Regions from separate parts of the Sus scrofa genome. Here regions 1 and 3 are each linked to region 2. Evidence: chromatin contacts called from public Hi-C and HiChIP or PLAC-seq data. All regions are on one chromosome and are shown on one strand. The core of a region is the stretch at or near the end of the contact, and the rest is flanking DNA. Distances in the headings are between cores, read along the strand shown. Region 1 holds the start of IPMK (inositol polyphosphate multikinase). Region 2 holds the start of ZNF239 (zinc finger protein 239). Region 3 holds the start of UBE2D1 (UB2D1).

Region 1 (4,361 bases), core at 509-3,008, 190 kb before region 2:
CACACATCATTAACACTTAACTTTGAAAAAAAGAAAGAGGTAAAGATAAATGTAGTGGGAAATGTTCTTTGAGAAATAACAAATACATTCAATCCTCAGTCATTTTCAAAAATACTTGTTTGTTTTCTGCAAGCACAATACATGGTGGGAAAAAACAGTGCTCTGAGGCAAGACCCTTGGTTTCCTGATTCTACACACAGCTGTGTGATTTTTAGGCTTGTCATTTAACCAGCCTTGACCTCAATCATTTCACCTAAAAATGACAGTATTATCTTACCAGCCTAAACCGGAATCATCTTACCAGAAGAAACCAAATTGTTCTTTGTGGTTTCCAGGTATAAGAGCCGCATTATTCACATATTCATCTGATTCCCCATGTAATCATGGCCTAGGAACCAGTTTGAGTAAGCTGGGTGAATTACAGTTCCTAAACTGAATTTTTACACCACCAAGAGAATAAAAAGGCCCTAGATTGTGCTTTTAACTCTGTGAGCTAAAAAAATGTATTAGAAAGGCCACGATACAGTCTTACAAAGATGACCAAGAATAACTGAATGTCTTATCCTTGTACCATGCTACAAGCAGGCTCTATTTCCCCCTGTGTTTCAGCATTACTGGAACCACGCCTCCCAAAGAAATGCAGGAGGTATCAGAAAAGCCTCTCGAGGAGGCTAGGAGAGAGATCCCGGATAAGCTGGGACTTGCTTTCAAAACAAAACAAAACCCAAACAAACAAACATTAAAAAAAAAAAAAAAACCTGTTTTTTCCTCCCCTCCAGCTATGCAGCTGCACCCAAAAGAGAAGCACTAGATTACCATCATCTGCATTTCATTCCTGTTCTTTTGCAATACTAGCTACCCGCCTATAATAAACAGACCTTGTGCTCTGGGGATAATTTACTTCCCGTCCTGTAAAGATGAAGTTCCTTATTTTCACCAACAACGAATCGGTACTCACCCTCCCTGGGGAGTCTAGACACTCCTCTTCTCGCCACCTCCCGCTGCCGGCCTGACGCCCCACACCCAAGAAATGTCCCCACTTTTCCAGCCCCTGGTGCACGCACTGGTCGCGAGGCTCTTGGTGGAAAGCGGAAGAGACCGGGGGTGCGGCTTGAGGGCGCGGAGGGGCGCCTCCCCAGCGGGTGAGCACCAGGCTGCCTCGGTCGGCCGGGGTCTCTCGAAGGCGGAAGGGGAGCAACGAACGCCGCGCCACCCCCACTTACCCACTTTGTCCTTCCCGTACATGTGCCCAGCCACCTGATGCGAGAGGGGCACGCAGCCGTTGAGGAAGCGGAGCCTGCCGCCAGCCGGCTTCGGGGTACCCTCGGGGGCGGCCTCGCTCGCCGCTGGGGTCCGCATTTCTGGGGGGCCGGGAGCCTCGAGCCGGAGAGGGGATGGTGGCTCCGTTGCCATAACGGAGAGCTGAAGCGGTTAGCGGCAGTGAGAGCAGGGGGGTAAATAGGGCGGAGGGAGGGGGCGCCGAGAACCGAGGGTCGCTCAGTCTCGGCCGCGAGGAGGCCCGGGGGTTTCTGCGGCTGGTGGCCGCTGTGGCCCGATGAGGGGGCCCATGACGCCGCAGAGGCGCGGGCGCTCCCCTGCCCAACTCTGGGCAGAGCGCGGCTCCCTGCTCCCTCAGCTCCGCCGCCGGCCCCGGCGCAGCCCCGGAGACGGATCCGAGCGGATGAGCTGCGGCTGCGGCGCCCCGCGCTCCCAGGGGCCTTGACGGCGACGGCGGCCCCACCTCCCGCGCCCCCGCCCCCTCCCGCCGTCCTCCAGTCCCCTTAGCTGCCGCGCGCGCGTCAGCGCCGCCTGCACCGCCGCCTCCGCCGCAAGCTTCCGACTGCGCGACCAGCGGCCGCTGCCGCCACTGAGCATGCCCAGAGGCCGCCCGACGGGACCCCCGCGGCGGGGCGTGCGCCCCGGCCGCCAGGGCGAGCGGAAGGCGACCTGGATGCTGGGAAGACGCTGGCGGCCTTTCTTGTCCCCACCCTGACTGGCCGTGTGACGCCTGCAGGGCTGTTGTGTCCTCATTCATTCAGTGCGCGTTTGCACGCTTACCGGGGTCCGGCTCAAAGATGCCAGAGGCTCCCAATTGTGAGGACCAGTCAGTCCCGCGTTAGGAGAGTTAGGAGGGTGGCTGTGCCCAGGATGACTTGTGAGGCCACCCTTTAACTGCGATTACCTCCCTACAATCCCCAGCCGCACAGATACAACAGGAGTAAAAACTGGCAGTTTCTTAGCAGACGCGCCTGCAAAACACCCTTCAAGTAATACTATACCCCCTCCGAAAATTGGTGCCCCTAAGCAACTAAGAAAAGAAAGAAAAAGAAACCGACACCTATATCAGACTGCAAAAGATAAGGAATAATCTTTTTTAAGTGATCATTTTTTTTCTCTTAATGAAAAGAGCCAGGTTTTTTTCCCCTCCCTCAACACGAAGTTGTGTTAAGGCAAGGTCCCTTACGTTAAGGCAAGATCCAAGGTCCTCAATAGATGGAGAATTGGGTAGGCAGAAAAAAGGGATGCACAGTGGGAGCGAGGGGAGAGCCTAGAATGAGACATCACAGTGGGTTCCTGTGTCTGTCACTGGCATTTCATATAACTGGACTTCGCCCTGCAGGTACCAGACTAAACAAGAAAATGTGGGGTAAAACCTTAGATATCTGATTTTGGCAAGTGTTACATCAGCACTTGTTCTCGGTCCAGAGAAATCCGCGCACCTGGGAGAAACATAAAACCTGGCCTGGACTCCCTATTCCAAAGGCCCTTTTCCTGGGCTCCAGAACCAAGCGCCTAAGGATTGCGCAAACTCAGTTGCTACCTCTCTAGGTCGCTACTTCTCTAGGTCTCTCCCTCCTCCCCCCTCCTGCGGCTGTCAAAATCCGGACTCAAGATCTCCCAAAGGCCCGGGACACAGCTCTGCGCATGCTCAGCACTAGCCTGACGGATAATACACACGTGCTTACCGATCGTCGCGGCGCCTGCGCGGTAGCAGCCTGGAGTCGGTGCCCTTAGGACCGTCGCTGGTCGCCCCTTGACTCCCGCTGTCCGCGCGAGCCGGTTTGTGCTCAGCGTCCAGTGCACATCCTTGCAAGCGACGGCGCCATGAGTACGACTTCCAGCGTACGAGGTGAAGTGGGGCCTGGGAGTGGGTAAGGCTGGCGGCCTGCGCACCGATTGCAGATCCCTCAGCGCCTCTTTGGGCTGTTACTGCCGCTCGCTCTGCGCGCCCGCCGGTCCTGTAACCTTGAGATGCAGAAGGGCAAGCGTTCCGCTGGCCTTCGGGCTCCCCGGACCGCACGGGGAAAAGAGCAAGATCAGAGTATGATCTCCAGGCATAAGTGGCATGGGGGCCATGCAGGCATCTACCCAGTTTTAGACCGCATTTCCCCAAACTAGCTAAACCCTAAATCCTAACGATTCTTGCTCTGCTAGTTTTTCTTATCCCCTGCGACGCCTGTTTTGTCATAGGGCCTGGATAAAAGGAAAGATGAAAACAAACAAAAAACCCTCTTCTCCACTCTCAACCCTTAAATCACCGTGGAGTGAGAACGTCGATTTCCTGCAACCATCAAGCGGTGCATGCATGACTAATCACATCTTAGTTTTTTGCACACGTTTTTTTAAAGGAAGGAAACCCAATCCGGGGTCTTCAGTTTTCCCAGGTTTTTTTGTTTTGTTTTTGTTTTTGTTTTAATGCCTCTGGCATCTGGCTCTCGGTGGCAGTAGTCCAAGAGAGGATAGAAAACTGAGTTGGAGCTCACTGATCCTTCACCTTTCTCAGCCTTGCTTCCCTTGTGCTGGTACCTGGGGTTTGAAAATGTTACTTCACAGAAGGTTCGATTAAAATTAGACTTTCTAGAAGTCAGTTAATGTGGGGCTTCACTTCATAATAATTCTTGATGGTAGTATAATTGTTAATTTAATAATGTGTACCATCCAGTATACATGTGATCTTTGCCAGGTATATAACGCCACACCTCAAGGTTTGGTAACGTGTAATGATAGTTAAGTAAAGGCAAAGAGATTGCCCAGAAGTCAATTAAAAATAGCGCTCTTGATTCATTTAGTGAATATTGAGCATCTGGAGTGGGAGGTGTAAAAGATCCCTACTAACTTGCACCCTAGTTTTGTTGCAAAAGTTACCTAACAGAGTGAGGTTGGTAATCCATGACGTTTTTAAGTTCCTAATGTGGCATATAGGAGGTGATTACTTGGAAAAGTTATTTCAAAGGGTATTCATCATTAGTCTCCCTTAAGTAGAGTCATCCTTGTTGCAATTAAAGTAGAGATTGGAGTTCCTGTTGTGGCTCAGCGGCAATGAACCTGTCTAGTATCCATGAGGACGTGGATTCAATCCC
Region 2 (4,191 bases), core at 782-3,281:
ACCAATTAAACATGTAGATATGCTGGTATAAGCAACAAAACAATGAGAGCATGCAAGATGAGCAACCTATCTTATCTACCTAGGTGGTAAGTATGTAAAGAAATATCCAAGTATGTAGAGAAATATGTCACAATAAATTTTTGGATGTACAAAGATCAAAGGGATAAAAAAGGAGTGAAATTCTCCTTTTGGTAGGTGTGGGGGAATGATGCCTAGGAACCTTAATTCTTGGAGTTCCCTTCGTGGCTCTGTGGTTAACAATCCTGACTCGGTCTTAATTCTTAAAGAACACCTCTGATAATTGTGACGCACAGCCTGACTGAAGAGCCATTTCTGGGAGTGATCTGGTAACTACTCTGCTGTTATTTAACAAATTTCCTCATGTTTTTGATCTTTCGTGTTTAATAAATCATTGTTAATGTGCATACTTTTTTAATACACATCATCTGCTCATGACAAAAAGCACAGTTGTTTATAATTCTGTTTGTTTTCTTGAGACCACTAGATTGTGCATGTCACAACTCTGAATGAATTTCAATGTGAGTGAAATGTCTGGCAGGAAAAGGCATGGTTTGAGACACAGGACCAGACAAAAATGCTATGTGGAGTCTTTAATAAAAGAGCATAGCCCAGTGCTCTCGGGAGTGGGCCAAATTCATGGAAGCAGTGTAGTTCAGTGAAAACTGAGGTGGAATTTAAAGTCGCATGTTTTCTGTGCAGACCCTGATGACATCATTTGATAACCATACGCTCTTAGTATCTTAATGTTCTTACACTCATGTTTATAAGATGTTTTATGTCTCACGCTGAAGTATGACAATAAAAAGAAAAAACATAGAGAACCAAGACGGGACCTGACACCAGACAGGCACTCAAGTTAATCCTGATGTCCTTCCCAAGAAAAGAAAGGAAAGGAGAGGAAGGAAAGGAAAGTATTTCCAGTCTCAGAGAAGAAAAACTCCAACTCACCTGGAACTCGGTCATTTCCTCTTGTCAGCAAGGACAGACTCCTGGAAAGGTAGAGTTAGGGAAAGCGAAAAATCCATGTAAATCACGTCCACTTTGCAGGACACAGACAAGCCAATCCAGCAAGACTGTAGGAAAAAAGTTACTCAGCTCCTGCAACCTTCCTTCATACACCCTCTGCTGGGGTACCCTTCCTGTCTCTCCATGCTGCACCTCCCTCACCTCTCTCCACTGGGCTTCGGATCAAATATGCCAAGCCTCCCCCGCAAACCCACCAGGGTAAGAAATTCCCATCCTTCCCAGCAGCTCTTAAGATGTGCCCATTTCCCCAGGCTTCGCGGATTTTTTTGCCCTCAAGTTCTAGTTAGAGCAGTAGGAGCTGTCGGGTTAGATGTATCGCCTCTCCGGAGAGATTTCGGCTGCCCGACACCTGACGGCCTGACTCGTTTCTGGGGTGCACGGCCTGTGACGCACTCTCTTTTCACCGAGGACAGGGCTGTGGGGATGGAAACTTCAGTCCCTCAAAGGCCCCCTCTCGGTCCCTTAACGTCCACCGAAAATCTCCTTCGAGTAGGGCCAGTCACCGGCGTGGAAAAGGCCGGTATGGCCAACTGCGAAGCTCCCAGGCCAGCCGAGGCCGGAGCTCAGGCAGGCGAGAGGAGGGCCATTCGGAACCGCGGGCGGCTCAGCAGTGGGGGCCGCCTGGTCTCAGGTGATCGCCGCCGATCCTGGGAACGCAGCAGCGGCCGAAGCGCGTGGGCACACGTGCGGCCCGCGTTCTCATCTCCGCCAGGGCGCGCGCCCTCCCACGGCCGCCCGCCAGGCTTCCGGGTCCCTGCGGTCCAGCGCCTGCCCCGCAGCGTTCCCACAACTAGACAGCCAGATGCTTCGCTGCGGGCTGCTCCGGGCTGCGCCTTCTGCCAGACAGCTCTCACCTCCCACTTGGAGTCGGACACCTGGAAGCGCAAGATTCGCAACACTGGCAACACTGACCCGCACCCGCGCCTATGTGCCGAACTACAAGTCCCAGAAAGCCGCGGGCGGACCACGCCCACTTCCGGCGCCGCCCTGGGACCTAGCGCGGCGCGGCGTGGGAGGATAGTATCACGAGCTCCGTCCAGTGCCCTTCGCGGTTGTTTGAGGTCTGCGTCTGGTTCCTTGGAGTTATCCGTGTTAGTGCGTCTGTGTGTTTTAAATTATAAACGCATAAGAATTATTTTAGGAATACTCATTAAAGTGTATTTTCGTTTTATTAAAGCGCTAATGGGGTTAAAGAATGTACATTACCCGTAATTTTTTCCTCTCCTTCAAAAATCAGAAGTTCATTCATTTAGCGGCTTATACAAATATGCTTTTTGAAAACAAAAATGAGGTCATGCTGTATATAGAGGCCTGCAGTTTGATTTGTAAAATTTGATAGTACTGTGTATCATAGATTACACAGAAACCTTTCTCTCTGAGGCCCTTTTAGTTCTTAATGCCTTCAAGGGAATGGCACCAAAATTCTCCTCAGTGGCTTCTCCATTGTTTTCACCCCTCACTGAATGACACAGGGATGCTCACTTGGTCTCTCTGGAATACTTTCCCTTCAGATTAATCCTGGAGATGAAAGAGCTGTTTTCTAGTCCTCTCGTCTTTGTCTCTCCCCTTCTTGGTGTAGTTTCCAGTTGCTGCTGTAATAAATTACCATAAACTTAGTGACGTATCACAGACGCAAATTTCATCTTTTACAGTTCTGGGAGGTCGGAAGTCTGAAATCAGTTTCACTGCACTAAAGTCAAGGTGTCAGCACTGCTGGGTTCTTCTGGAGGTTCTAGAGGAGGATCTATTTCCTTGCCTTTCTCAAGGTAATTCATGGTCTATGTTCCTTGGTTTGTGATCTCTTCCTACGTCTTCAAAGCATATGACTCCAATCTCTGCTTCCTTTGAAGTTAATAAGGTAGCTTGATAGTTACTTTCTCTGGTGCAGACTCTTCCAGAGAACTAACTACATGTGATTACATCAGGCCCACTTGGTTAATCCAAAACAATCTCTCCACATCATGATCTTAAATTTTGTCACATTTACAAATCCCTTTTTGCTCTATAAGGTAGCACTCATGGTTTCTGGGGATTAACGTGGATATTTTAGAGGGCCTACCACATTTGGAGAGCCTCCTCCTCGGAGGTGCTCTCCTGCCTTTGGTCTGGGGAACAAAAGATCTCTCTGGGACCTGATGTTCCCCTAAATCTTCCCTATCCATCCCATCACTCTTGCCCTGACTCTCACGCCTTTATGTTCTCATTTTCCACCCCACCCAATTTAGAGGGAGTGGCTCATAATTATGATCAGTGTCTTGCTCCTATCTTCCTTGGTTTTATTTTCCTGATAAAATATCAAATCTAGTTGAATCCAACTCCTTGCCTATTTCACACCTGTACCTGTGTAGCAGATGTGTCCTGAGAAAAATATGGCTCTGGTGATTGGTCTCACTTTCAGTTTATGACTGCTAAGGTCAAGTGGGCCGTCAGTGCTGCTCAATTATCCCATTACACTTTCTTAGTTCATTCATTCTCCTAAATGACTATCTCACAGTTTCTCGTCTTTCTTCAAGCCTCCAATAACTACTTCTCTCATCTCAATCACAGCTGATGACCCTTGCTTTCTCTGAGAAGAGAGAACTTTTATACCCTCACACAAGCACATCTGCCCACCTCTTTCCACTGGAGCCTATTTTTTCTACCTTCCATTCTGAATGAACCGCCCCAGTTTCTATTTAAGAAAACTTGGAGTTCCCATTGTAGCTCAGTAGGTTAAGAATCGGACATGGTATCCATGAAGATGCGGGTTCAATCCCTGGCCTCGCTTGGTGAATTAAGGATCTGGTGTTGCTGCAAGCTGTGATGTAGGTCTCAGATGTGGCTTGGATCCTGGGTTGCTGTGCCTGTGGTGTAGGCTGGGGGAGTGGGGAGGGGGAAAGAAAAGAAAGAAAACTCTCCGTTTGTACCCTGAATCTTATCCCCTTCCTCACACATGAGGGCATTCCCTTCTCTCTTCTGTGTTATCAATTTTCATTCTGTAAGAACTTGGGAGATCTTCATTTGGGGGCTATATCTTCTGTGTGTTAAGGTCTTGGGAGGAGCACTAGTCAGGGAGCATCTGAGTCCTTAAGTCTATCTGGGAAGCCCTTAGGAGACATGCAGAATTAAAGGTGGAGGCACTTCTCTTTCTTCCTGGGTGATCTG
Region 3 (4,200 bases), core at 1,356-3,855, 140 kb before region 2:
AAGAATGGAGAGGTTAGGAAACTTGCCCAAAAGATACACAGCTAATTAGTACTGGAATCAATCAAGATATAAATCCAGAGTTCCCAGTGGGGCTCAGCAGGTTAAGAACTCAACATAGTGTGCATAAGGATGCAAATTTGATCTCTGGCCTTAATAATGGCCTGATGTTGCCACAAGCTGTGGTGTAAGTCACAGATGTAACTCGGATCCAGCATTGCTGTGGCTGTGGTGTTATCAGGTCTGTCCACTTAATGACCCAGAAGGTTTTTTCTGGGCTTCCTGGTAATGAGCTACCTGCACCTAGTGCTTCCCCATAGTGGGAGCAGCTGGGCATGGCCTCAATTCGTGCATAATATCCCAATACTATCAACATGGGAATGCAACTCCTCAAAACAGGTGGTGCCCAAGTCCAGACTTTTTCTCCTCTATTTACAAGGACACTCTCATGTCTGCCCTATGAAAAAAAAGAGTGATGTTGAGGGTAGGGTCCCATTTTCTAGAGAACAAAGATGGTGGGTCAATCTAGCCCCAATACATCTCTCTGCAGGATGATATGGCCTTGCTGGTTTGTTTCACAAACCTCCTTGTCCCAACATACTTCAGACTTCCTATTGATTGGACCATGGGTGGCTAACTAACCTAAGAGTAGTCAGTCCATACTTTGCTCACTAGCTGAAAATTATAGCCTGGAGTAAAAAGATGGATGTATCAATGAGATTCTTCCTTTTAGGGAAATAGATAGGGAGTACCAAAAGGCCTGGCCATTTAACAGCAGGAGCAGTTGCTGGAAGAGTGTCAAAAAATGGAGTAAGAGTGATAGGAGCTCATGCCACGTGCAAGAGAAGCTAAGAGGGAACTGGGAAAAGGAGGGTGGGCCAGAGTGCAGAGAAGCAAACCTCAAGAAAAAGGAAGTAAGAGAATAGCTAAACTCCAGAAAGATTTTAGTATTATGTTTATTTTGGGGGAAGGGGATGAGAGGCTTCTAAATCAAGTTTCAGATTCCATTACACATTTCCATCATTCTTTCACTATCCTATCTACCTAGGACTTTAAGTTACATGAGTGGATTTTTGTTCCTTGTTCTTTGTAAGCCTTTAAAGAAGCTATGGTAGCTACTGTTTGGGGCTTTCCTCCAACCCTGACATTGTAACACATTCTCATTCCTGGCCACAAAGAAGGAAGGTGGACATGTCCAGTAGACTTTTGGACATAAAAGGCTGAAATTTGGGTGAGAGTTTCATTGGAAAGAAAGATTTTAAGTCATTATCATATAGAAAAAAACAAGGAAATAATTTTTATAGAGCACTTTCAACATATTAGGTATTGTGGCATGTTATATGTATATCAGTTAATTTTTACAATAACATATCTAGAGATTTTGACATGAGGAAACTGAGGCTTAGAGAGTTTAATTGACTACACAACCACACAGTGGGTACGAATCAGAGCTGGGATCCCATTCCAGGAGAGGATCTGTCTACAAAGCCCTCCCTCCAGCCAAGCTTCGTGGGCTCCCACCCAGTTCATGGTAGAGATCAGAGACTGGAACTCCAGGCCACTCTGACTCTTGAGAAGGGGAGCTAGTGACAAAAAAGCCAAAGCCAGAGGAGTAAAAACCCCAACTACCCTAGTGCTCTGGTAGGCGGTAAGTATTTTAAAAAGCAAAAGGTAGCCAGCAATGAAATAGGTCAAAAACGTCATGGAGGAAAAGGAGCGAACTCGATTTGGGAAGTAGAAGCTCAAGTGCGACTCTGGTGAGAAGCGAGTTCTGCTGGTGCTGAAAGCAGAAGCCAAGTTTTATTGAGCACACACGTTCATAAGAATTGAGTGAGTGAGGAGCGCGAGGAGACTATGGGGACAGAGCAGGTACTACTGGTCTGTCAACGGAAAGGAAGGAGGATGAAACTCAGAATTGGGAGTTCCAAGAAGAAGCAAACATGGTGGGATTAGCATCAGATAGAAGGGGCGACTTTTGAAATAGGAATTAAGGAGGTAAGGTGTCTTAACTGGTATAAGTCTGTGCATATGTGAGAAATTGACGCAATTCAAGTATTTGAGAAGAGGGTAAAATCTGTAAACGTAAAAAAAAGCAAGATGAGCTACAGCACGTCAGAAATTCTTGTACATGTTTTTCAAGCTAATTTGTTATCCTCATTTTACAGAATGGGGACTCCACTTCAGTACCTTGCTCAAAATCCAACTGCAGAGACCTACTCAACCCGGGGTAGTTCTGAGATCAGCCTGCGGGTCTAGGTCATCTGTGAGCAACGCACCCCCGCCCCGGGCGGCGGCCAGGAAGAGCCGGAACTACACTTCCCAAAGTGCCCGGCGGGATGGGGCGGGGCGGGGCGGGGCGGACACAGCCTCCTTCCCAGAAGCAAAAGCGGAAACAAAAGAGTCTCACCGGCGTCCCCGCCCGCATACTGGCGCTGGGGCGCACTCGGAACGGGCAGCGGCTCCCGGAGCGAGCGAGAGAGCAGCAAGCCGGGACCCTCCCGGCTGAGCCAGCCGAATAGCCAGCGAACCGAGTCCGCAACGATCCCACGCCTCCGAGCCCCGAAGCCGTCCCCCACCGGCCAGTGTCCCCGCTGTCCTCCCTGACCCATGGCGCTGAAGCGGATTCAGAAAGTGAGTGCCGGGGCCCGGTCTGGGGCGGGGGCTTCAGCCCCCTGCCCACGCTGAGCCCGGCGGTGGTCTGAGAGTTGTGCCTGGAGGGAACGTGAAAGAAGGATGGGCCGGGGCGGGAACCAGGGGCCAGGGATGCTGGCGGGGCCAGCGGGCACCCGACAGGTGAGGTGGGAGCAGCGGCAGGTCCCGGGCGCTGGAGGTGCTGGGAGGCAGGGGGCCCGCCGTGCGCTCTCTCAGGACCTGCGCCCGGAGCCCCGGCCGGAGATCGTTTCGGTCTCCAGACCTTCCCGAAATCTGTGCTTCTCGGTCGCGCCTGAATTTTGTCCTATACCGGGCGAGTTTTGGCCCTTGTCATGCTGCTTTCTTCAAGCTGTTTCTTAAGCCGGTTCTCTTTTATGTTCTTGTCTCCCTGGACTCCCGGGGAGGGCAAGGAAGGTGTGGTGGGCCTGCAGCCTTCCTCCGCGGAGCCCTTGGATTTGTTCTTTCTCTCCTCTGAGGTTGGCTCTTGCTCAGATGCCCGAATGGGCTGGAAAAGCCTGTTTGGGGCCGAGAAGCCTCCTGCCCCTTCTATTTTGGTCCCTCTGCTGCTGCCACTTCAGGTCACATAGCTGTAGTGAAAACATAGTTGCTGATACACAGCAAGATGACCTCCTGGCTGTGATTCATGGCAAGTCAAGCCAAGCAGGTTTTTTTTACCCCTCATGATAAACTTAGGTGTAAAGTTTGAGACACAACAGAAACTGCCACAAATTTAATTGTTTGATGTTTTGACACATGGGTATAGAATGAGGAAGAAATGTGTACGTTCATTAAAGAAATGTTTGTCTATCCCAAACGCAGTGTAAGGTATTGTCTTCTCTTGCATAGTATCTATTGCTACTGTCTCTACATGAACATCTTACAAAATTGGGTTGGGGCATTTTCTTTCTGTTCACTTTTACTTCTTGTTAGGTGATTTGGTCTGTTCACTGACACAAGTTTTAGGTTTTATTGGTATGTTTCATGTGGAGAACATTGAGAATTTGTTATTTTAATGGGAGTTAGGTTCAGCAAGTTAAGCCAACAATGGACAGTATGTTTTGTAAAGGATTTCAGAAGAAATCCTACCGAAAAAATTTATCAACCTTTTCAGGCATGAATCAAAAGAACAGTGATAGAGATGTTTTCTTAGTCACCATTGGTGGCATCTTCTGGTACAGAGGACAGCAACTTTCTAGAACCAGCCAATTTTGGGGGGGGAGAGTCAAATACTAAATCTGTGGAATATTGTTAATTTTTGTACTTTTTAAAGTTCCTCTCGCTATAAAGCCCATAGCTAATGATCAGCATTTATTGATTAGTATGTTTTCTGGTTTGAAGATAATGCAGTTACACATTTTTTTTTAATAGATAATTCTAATCTGAAGCCTCACTCAGCATCTTTGCCATGCCTTGTGTACTTATTAATGATGATGTAATATTGGCTCTCATTTGAAGTAAACCACACACATTTTTCCAAGTAAGTCTTAAAAATTACATTTTCTTCTTCTCTAGTTGTGAGAATTTTTTACAAAGCTTTACACATATAATAGC

Evidence for each region. A called contact is a pair of places that touch in the nucleus more often than the background predicts. HiChIP or PLAC-seq counts read pairs in DNA pulled down with a chosen protein or histone mark.
Region 1: a Hi-C map of skeletal muscle shows a contact between it and region 2, with 4 times the contacts expected there. The contact joins the promoter of IPMK here to the promoter of ZNF239 in region 2. A contact is called at or near these places in 5 of 47 Hi-C or Micro-C datasets (embryonic fibroblasts, heart right ventricle, liver and 1 more) and 1 of 2 datasets of contacts at active chromatin or transcription factors (alveolar macrophages).
Region 3: an H3K27ac HiChIP or PLAC-seq map of alveolar macrophages shows a contact between it and region 2. The contact joins the promoter of UBE2D1 here to the promoter of ZNF239 in region 2. A contact is called at or near these places in 1 of 5 promoter capture datasets (liver) and 1 of 2 datasets of contacts at active chromatin or transcription factors (alveolar macrophages).

The regions. Positions count from the first base shown.
Region 1 is chr14:92,380,868-92,385,228 of Sscrofa11.1, reverse strand. It overlaps IPMK (inositol polyphosphate multikinase), which reads right to left and starts at 1,758. Exons shown (of 6, transcript XM_021073222.1): 1 at 1,224-1,758. The coding sequence starts at 1,413. It overlaps CISD1 (CDGSH iron-sulfur domain-containing protein 1), which reads left to right and starts at 2,927. Exons shown (of 3, transcript XM_021073223.1): 1 at 2,927-3,130. The coding sequence starts at 3,106.
Region 2 is chr14:92,187,665-92,191,855 of Sscrofa11.1, reverse strand. ZNF239 (zinc finger protein 239) reads right to left here and starts at 2,031. Exons shown (of 3, transcript XM_021073009.1): 1 at 970-2,031. It also overlaps the pseudogene LOC102167823.
Region 3 is chr14:92,328,618-92,332,817 of Sscrofa11.1, reverse strand. It overlaps UBE2D1 (UB2D1), which reads left to right and starts at 2,605. Exons shown (of 7, transcript NM_001078674.1): 1 at 2,605-2,628. The coding sequence starts at 2,605.